Linked DNA regions of Mus musculus: region 1 is linked to region 2. A link is a contact called in public capture Hi-C data. All regions are on one chromosome and are shown on one strand. The core of a region is the stretch at or near the end of the contact, and the rest is flanking DNA. Distances in the headings are between cores, read along the strand shown. Region 1 has its middle 20 kb from the start of Gm8273. Region 2 has its middle 5.3 kb from the start of Gm46842.

What was found. Capture Hi-C pulls out chosen DNA fragments and counts their contacts.
Region 1: a capture Hi-C map of bone marrow-derived macrophages shows a contact between it and region 2, with 5 times the contacts expected there. The contact joins two enhancer-like sites. A contact is called at or near these places in 4 of 484 Hi-C or Micro-C datasets (Th2 cells, embryonic fibroblasts, macrophages and 1 more), 15 of 115 datasets of contacts at active chromatin or transcription factors (the 230-238 cell line, CD8 T cells, T-cell acute lymphoblastic leukemia and 10 more) and 1 of 9 other capture datasets (bone marrow-derived macrophages).

Annotation. Positions count from the first base shown.
Region 1 is chr4:8,665,599-8,669,592 of GRCm38.p6, forward strand. No RefSeq gene overlaps it. Among named protein-coding and RNA genes, the nearest start is that of Gm8273, 20 kb to the left of the region's middle. Within about 2 kb of position 1,258, at least 126 of the 459 cell types and tissues checked have an H3K27ac peak or open chromatin away from gene starts, as enhancers often do. A contact at or near this core is called in bone marrow-derived macrophages and macrophages, where this site is marked.
Region 2 is chr4:8,914,180-8,918,097 of GRCm38.p6, forward strand. No RefSeq gene overlaps it. Among named protein-coding and RNA genes, the nearest start is that of Gm46842, 5.3 kb to the left of the region's middle. Within about 2 kb of position 1,567, at least 57 of the 459 cell types and tissues checked have an H3K27ac peak or open chromatin away from gene starts, as enhancers often do. A contact at or near this core is called in bone marrow-derived macrophages and macrophages, where this site is marked.

The DNA of each region.
Region 1 (3,994 bases), core at 8-2,507, 250 kb before region 2:
CCCTCTTCTGGAGTGTCTGAGGACAGCTACAGTGTATTTACATATAAATAAATAAATCTTTTTTAAAAATAGAACATTTTGAGGCAGATGATGGTGACACAGGCTTTAATTCTAGTTCTTGGGAGGCAGAGACAGGCAGAGGCAGCTGGTTTGAGTTTGAACTTAGCCTAGTGAACAGAGTGAGTTCCAGGACAGGGAAGGCTACACAGAGAAACCCTGACTCAAATACACACACACACACACACACACACACAAAAAAAGAACATTTATTGTTGTTTTGTTTTATGAAATAGTTTTCACTATGTTGCCCAGGCTAGTCTCCAACTTAGAGGTTCAAGTGATCCTCCTGCTTCAGCTTCCACAGCTGGGATAATAGATACAGCCTCACTAAGCCTTGGCAGAAAAACAATGTATCCCAGCCCCACACAAATTCAAGGCTCGAGTGGGCTTTGGTTTTTTTTTTTTAAGAATTATTTATTTTATGTATATGAGTACACTGTCGCTGTCTTCAGACACGTTAGAATTGGGTATCAGATCCCATTAAGATGGATATGAGCCACCATGTGGTTGCTGGGAACTGAACTCAAGACCTCTGGAAGAGCAGTCAGTTCAGATGGCTTAGCCAACCTCTAAGCCATCTCTCCAGCCCCAAGAGTGCTTTTCAAATGAGTCCCTATGCCATGTCTTAATTCCAGATCTGTGATAGAGGGGAAGCTAAGACACTAAAAGTCAAAATTCAACACCTGCCTTGGCAACTTAGTGAGATGTCTCAAAATATTAAGAAGTAAAAAGAGTGGGGGGTGTAGCTCAGAGGGTTCAATTAGCATGCATGTTTTTCTTCGGTTTTCAGGGAGGGGCAGAGGAAAAGAGGGGCAGGCACAGGGGTGGGGTAGGCAAATGTAGATTTCAATGTATCCTTCCCAACTCTTACCCTTATCAGAAGGCCACGCTCCATACTTCTGGAGCATTTTAGCACAAAGCAGGTGAATACGTTTCCAGATACAGGTTTTCCTGTCTTAACCGGCTCTTTGGCCTTAACATCAGGATGAGACAGACATGGTATGAGGTAGAGTGGAAATAAAGGCGATGAGTAGAGAGAAGAGAACAGTGTTTACAAAAAATGTTTCCCGTTCTAGCACTCCATGGGGCCTCTGCCTGTCGCAGGCTGTGTTTTCTTTGAGCTGTGTCTCCCCTTAGCTTTGGGGGCTGGGCTCTCTTCCAGCGCTAGTATCAGACAGCTGCAGTTCCACCTCCAGCAGCTGGGGGGCTCTATTCCACCACGGCCCACTCAGAGAAGCGATTAATTCTCACCCTTTTCCTGTCACATAAAGGAGGTGACTTCAAAGGCCACAGAACATTCTTCTCAACAGTACAGAGGGTATAGACTGCCACCTGCCTGCCCGTTTGACACTAAGGGGGCCCACCCTGTGCTGCTCTGGCCATCCTTGTTGTATGAAGCTGATTCTAACATCAGACACCTTCCACCAAGACCTCAGAAACCCAGCTCCCTTCCTTAACTCTCTCTGGATTTTTTTTTTCCAATCTCCCAGAGTTTTGGAGCAGGCTGCTGGACATCTCCCATCTCTACCTAGCTGAGGACAGTGTCTCCTGCCCCTCAACTCCCATCCTTCTGCAAAAGGGCTCCCTTGTCTTCGCTGCCCAAGTTCCTCGTATCCAAATAAGGAAGCACACAGCTTCCACTGTTCCCGTTGCCACTGGCGCTTCTTGCTTAATTATCTGTTCTCTGGTTGCATTCTACACATCATCATGAGCCGAACATGATGATGTCATCATTGACCTCCAGATGACCTCAGTGGACAAAGACCTTAGATTCCTCCATTCCACCGGGGCACCATTGCCACTTCCAATAGTTTTCTGTCGCACTATACACTCTAGACCTGTCCTCATTTCTCCTTCCTTCCTTCCTTCCTTCCTTCCTTCCTTCCTTCCTTCCTTCCTTCCTTCCTTTCTTTTTTCCTTTCTCTTTTCCTTTCTTCCTTCCTTTCTTTCTTTCTTTCTTTCTTTCTTTCTTTCTTTCTTTCTTTTTTTCTACTTTTTTAGACAGGAAAAAAGGAACTCACTATCCTGGAACTCACTTTATAGATCGGGCTGGCCTGGAACTCACAAACATTTGCCTCTGCCTCCAGGGTGCTGAAATTAAAGGTAAGCACCACCATACCTGGCTCTATGTCCTTATTTCTTGTGACCATTCTGTTGGGAAATAAAACACCCACACTGCCATTGGACATTTAACTTTGTCTTGGGTGGAGCATGGTGGGTTTGTGCATGGCTTCCTTTGGCACAATGAGTTCTATACGGTTGGCACAATTACTATCTCTGCCTCACAGGTAGGTAAGGATGGAGGATGCTGGCCTTGGAGTTCTTTGGAGGTAAGAGATGAGCTCAAGGTGACAAAGTTAGTAGGCCACAGCTAGACACAACCCCAGCACCGTGAAGTTTCATCAGAAAAGCTTCCTGCTCCTCTTCAAGAAGATGGTCGTTCAGATGCTCTGGGCTTCACCAACAGCCTTCCTCAGGACCCATGTCTGCACTGTCTCGCCACATAGGGAAGTACTGGACTTTCAAATGGCCTCATGAACTTTTTATAACGAAACAGAACATACACAAAAGTAGAAAGAAATGTGCAGTGTTGCCTCCCTCCCTGGGTATTATAAGTCCAACATACATCAATGTATGGCCTCTCTTGTCTGTGCTCCACCATTTCTTCACACTGTTAATGCAAGTCCCAGAGGTCACGTCAGTTCGGCTTTAAGCATAGTTATGTGTGCATGACAATCCAGCCATCACCAAACAGCACCTGGTCTTATAAGATCAAAATGGAGCTGAGAGAACCCTGATACCTATAATGTCATAGCCACCCTAAAAGTCTTAGCACATTATATCACTCTTGTATTTGTGGTGACACTGATGTAAATATACCTACCGGTCAAGTGCAGGAAGGCCCTGGGTTTGGTCACCTGCAACTGGAGGGAGAAAGGGAGGAAGGGAGGGAGGGATAGATAGATACTATCTTGGAGAGAGGAGACTGTAAAGGAAGATTTCAAGTTCACAACCCGTCTGGGCTTCTTTGAGAATAATGTCAAAAAAAAAAAAAAAAAAAAAAAGAGCCAGGTGTGCTGACATACACCTTTAATCCCAACACTCAGGAGGTAGAGGCAAGTAGATATCTGTGAATTCAAGGCCATCCTGGTCTACAAAGTGAGTCCAGGACACCCAGGGCTCTGTTACACAGAGAAAAACTGTCTCAAAAACAAAACAAAAAACAGAACAAAACAAGCAAGCAAACAAACAGAAAGAACAGTACATGTGGTTGTGCACAGGACATAAATACTTGACTATGGTAATAAACCATTATGTTGCTGGTCTGTGTGTTTGTCTTTTTGTATCATTTTATGTGTACTCTTTACAGAGGAATGCTTTTGTAAGCAGCACATAAGGAGGGGCCAGCAGCAGCAGCCCCTCCTGTTGATCATGCCTGTTGGTTGCATCAACAGGCTGTGTTGAATGACAGACCTGGACCTTCTAGGTCACTGTACCTACCAGCTGCGAGGTTCGTCCAATGACAGCTTGTGTAAGGATGTGCTTCTCAGGATATCTTCGTGGTGCCTAAGCAACAAATGATTGTATATCACTATATGTATAGGACTCAAGGCTCATCAATCAAAAGACTGAGCCTCCATTTCTCAGCAATCATTAACTGCCTACGATTCTTCATCCAGGGATGGGGCCTTGTGACATTCCCTCCATTCACACTGGCATGTCAACTGGCATTGTCATTGTTAAGACTTGCTTAGGCTGAGATATTGTTGAGATCTCATGGGTACAGCTTCCCTGTCATATATAGAAGACACTATCTTTAACCGGGATGTCTCCGTCTTCTGGATCCTATAATCTTTTCATGTTCCCTGAGCATTACCTGTAGGGTTATGCAGTAGATACATCAACTGTGGCTGGACACTTTACAGTAAGTCCT
Region 2 (3,918 bases), core at 317-2,816:
AATAATTGTGGTGAACTTTTAACAGCCCATCTCTCGACTTTCGTTATTTGGCTACTTGTTTGTGGACTGAAACTTTAATTTCATTGAATTCAGTTTGGCACACTTTGAGCAGTCTCAACAAAAGCCACATGCTTCCTCTGGTGCCCAGATTAGGGTCAGGGACAAGATGCACCATAGCCGGGCAAAATTTGACCTAAGCAGAGTGAAGAATATTTAAATTTCACTTTTTTGGTATTGGAGATCCAATTATCCATGCAAAGCAAGTGTTCTATCATTGAACTAAATGTCTAGATCAAGATACCCTATTTAAGACAACTTTCAGATAAACACATGTGTTTTTTCAGCTAAAACTGCAGACAGAACACCTTCCTCTTGCCAAGGGGCTGATCGCTACACTGAGACTAAATAACAAAGGTATCATCAGAGAGAGAGAGAGAGAGGGAGAGAGAGAGATGGTCAAAGTGGAGAGTCAGCGTGGACTTGGGCAGCAGAGGAAGAAGGCCTGTGGTGTAGGACAAGGGAGAAACAATAGAAGATGGTGCTTACCCTAGTATTCTCTAGTTCTGTGCTTGCTGGAGCTATAATCAGGACACCTTCAGGGAGTCACTGCACCTCTGCAGTCCACAATGTCCTGGCTCTATCCACCTCAAACCAGCAGAACCCTGACGGTCCCACAGCAGAGCTCTTTGTCTGTGCTTTAAATCCTTCTTCACCGGAAACAGGGAATTTAGTAGAGCCAAAAGACTGAGTTCCAGTTTGGGAGGGAAGACATGGACAGAGTGTTCTTGTCGTTGATTAGAATATGGGCAAGAGAAAGAAATGAAAGAATGTTAAATGGAACCGGGGAGAGAAAAGGAACCAGGGTTGTGTTCTTGCCTTTTTTAATGGGGCGTAGCAGCCCTAGCCTGCTGTTGGGCTTAGGAAGGTACCCTAGCGGTAGCTCTACATGGGATGCGCTGCCCACATCCGATTTACTTCAGGCCTCTGGCTCCTAGCTGGGTAGTAAGGATTTCCTTCCCAGGACTCTTGGAAGGTGGCTATGAGCTATCTCCATTGCAGGACTCCCAGCTTGTATTGACTGTTGAAAAGCACCACAGGGCTGGTATGGACACTTGCTGCCAAGCCTGACAATCTCACTCCATATTTGTAAGGATACAAGCAGTAATGAAGTTGTTAGCGGAGCTGATTTATTACGCTGTCTCTATAGTCCTGAGCATGAGGACAAAGCTGTGATACAAGGGTTTATTCATTTCTTCAGAGCTTCTTAAGCGGCAACACACTTCAGCATTGGGGCATCACTGAGCAATGCATGCCAGCCAGTGGTTTTCCCCCAAGAAGGAGCGATAGTGAATATAATTAATTATAGTGAACGAAGGTCTGCCGGTTGCCTGGGAAATCATATACAGAAGGTTACAGGAATGTATATTTGGGCTACTTAAACTTCGTGGAGGACAGAATCTAAGCTGTGACATGGAGAAAGAGGACGGGTTCATCAGAAGAGGGGTTACAAAGCACACACAACTTCTTTGGGCATAGAAGCATGACATTTTTGAGGAACTGAAAGAGGTCCAGCTTTGGCAGATTGTAGGCAGGATGCTGAGAGACAGGATTAGAGCGGCTACAGTGAACAGGGCCCTGTAAGCCATGCGCGTGAGTTTTGATTTTACCTTAAAAGGCAAAGGGAAGCCACTGTAGGATTGTAAACACCGTGTGTGTGTGTGTGTGTGTGTGTGTGTGTGTGTGTGTGTGTTTACACCAACAAGGTGGAGTGTTAGAGGGTCCATCTGGTTGTTAGAGAAGAACAAGACAGGGTGGAGGGAGCCAGTGAGAGGTACTATGAGACAGACGAAGCCTATGAAGCCCAGACTACAACAGAGTAGAGTGGGCAAAGGGGTGAACCAGTTGGGATGTATTTGAGAGGGCTTGTGATGGTTGAAGAAGAAAAGTCAAGGATAGTCCTAGGCTTCTGGCTTTAAGTAATTAGAGGGACTATGGCATTCAATGAGGCTGGCAACAAGGGGACAGGGAGTATGCTGGAGGTGTGTGCACATGTGTGTGTGGGCTCTTTGTTTTCTGCATGTTGAAATTGAAGTTCCTGAGGGGACAGCCAGGTGGGAATACATTTGGGAACACTGCTCATCAATGGCAAAGCGACAGCACAGGCTTGAGAAAATGTGTCTCTTATCTGTGTTTATTTATGCTGAAGTCTCAGATCTTTGGTCATAAGGAAAGAAATTTACTCAAGCTAGCTCAGTTAAAAGAAGGAATTGCTCTAGCACAGCAGGCTTCAAAGAGCATTGCTCATGGGGAAGCCCTGAGCAGGGGGCAGCTCTTCTGAACTTTGCAGAGCAAAGTGGACCCTCTTTCATTTCCACTCCCCTCCCCCTGCATTGTAGCATACCAGGGCAGATCCATGGAGCCCCTACCCTCCACTGACTCCTGTTCTATCCCCTACCTGACCCGGTGAAAGTCTGGGCTGAAAAGATTACCTTAGGCTTTGCCACAGTGTGTCCTTCTCTTTATTCAAATTCTTGAAAAGAAAGATCTAATTAGCCAGTGAGTGGAGCATTAGCAAGGGTTGTGGCTCCAAGGGCTCATTTCTGGTCCAACCAGTGATCTCTGTCTCTGTCTCTCTGTGGTTCTCTGTGTGTGTCCCGTCCCCCCCCCCCCACTCTCTGTCTCTGTCTCTGCCTGTGTATTGAGTGTATGTAAAGGGTGTGATTTAGCTGGCTGTTCTCTCTCTCTCTCTCTCTCTCTCTCTCTCTGTGTGTGTGTGTGTGTGTGTGTGTGTGTGTGTGTGTTGATTCAGTGTAAGGGGTGTGGTTTAGCATGTTTTAATACATGTTTAAGCTTTTGATGGGAATGTACACAGTGTTGATATGTGCTTAGTTAAGTAGCATACCATGATGGTTCTGTGTCTTTCATGAAGCCAGAAGAAAGCCTGAAAACAGCTTCCCATCAGTAACTTCTTGGCTGTCTTACCTATACTGTTCTTTTGGGGCTTCAGTTTCTTGGCTGTAAAATCGGTGATGCTGTCTCTTGCTAGGAGAGAGTTAAAGGAGCTGCCACCAAGGCAAGGAGAGGGAAGTACAGAGTGACTGCTCCTTTCCTCGGGGTATTTCCCTTCCAGTTTGTTGAGGTCATTGCTTATCAGCATGCAGGAAACATACTTGGAAAGTCACTGTTTGGGGTAGTGAGTCCAGAGCTGGAACACAAACAAATGTGTATGGGCTGAACATATCCTTTATTCCACTCAGAAGGAGTCATAACCACCCGGTTTGGGGGAAGTGAGCTGAGGAAACGTCACTGAGGCCAGCAGTGGTGACTCATGCCTTTAATCATAGCACTCAGAAAGCAGATGCAGGCAGGTCTCTGTGGGTCCAGCCAGAGCTACAGAGTGAGAGAAAGAGAGAAACCAAGCAAAAGTCATTGAGCACTACTATCCTGCTATCTATAAAAGACATGTAATTGTTGATTTATATTATTTATTCAACTTTTTCTAGATTTTTTACACAATAGAATAATTAACATACAATAAAAACGAATGAGAGCCGGGCAGTGGTGGCGCACGCCTTTAATCCCAGCACTTGGGAGGCAGAGGTAGGGGCAGGGGCAGGGGCAGGGGCAGGGGCAGGGGCAGGGGCAGGGGCAGAGGAAGGCGGATTTCTGAGTTGGAGGTCAGTCTGGTCTACAGAGTGAGTTCCAGGACAGCCAGGACTACACAGAGAAACCCTATCTCAAGAAACCAAAAGAAGAAGAAGAAGAAGAAGAAGAAGAAGAAGAAGAAGAAGAAGAAGAAGAAGAAGAAGAAGAAGAAGAAGAAGAAGAAGAAGAAGAAGAAGAAGAAGAAGAAGAAGAAGAAGAAGAAGAAGGAGAAGGAGAAGAAGAAGAAGAAGAAGAAGAAGAAGAAGAAGAAGA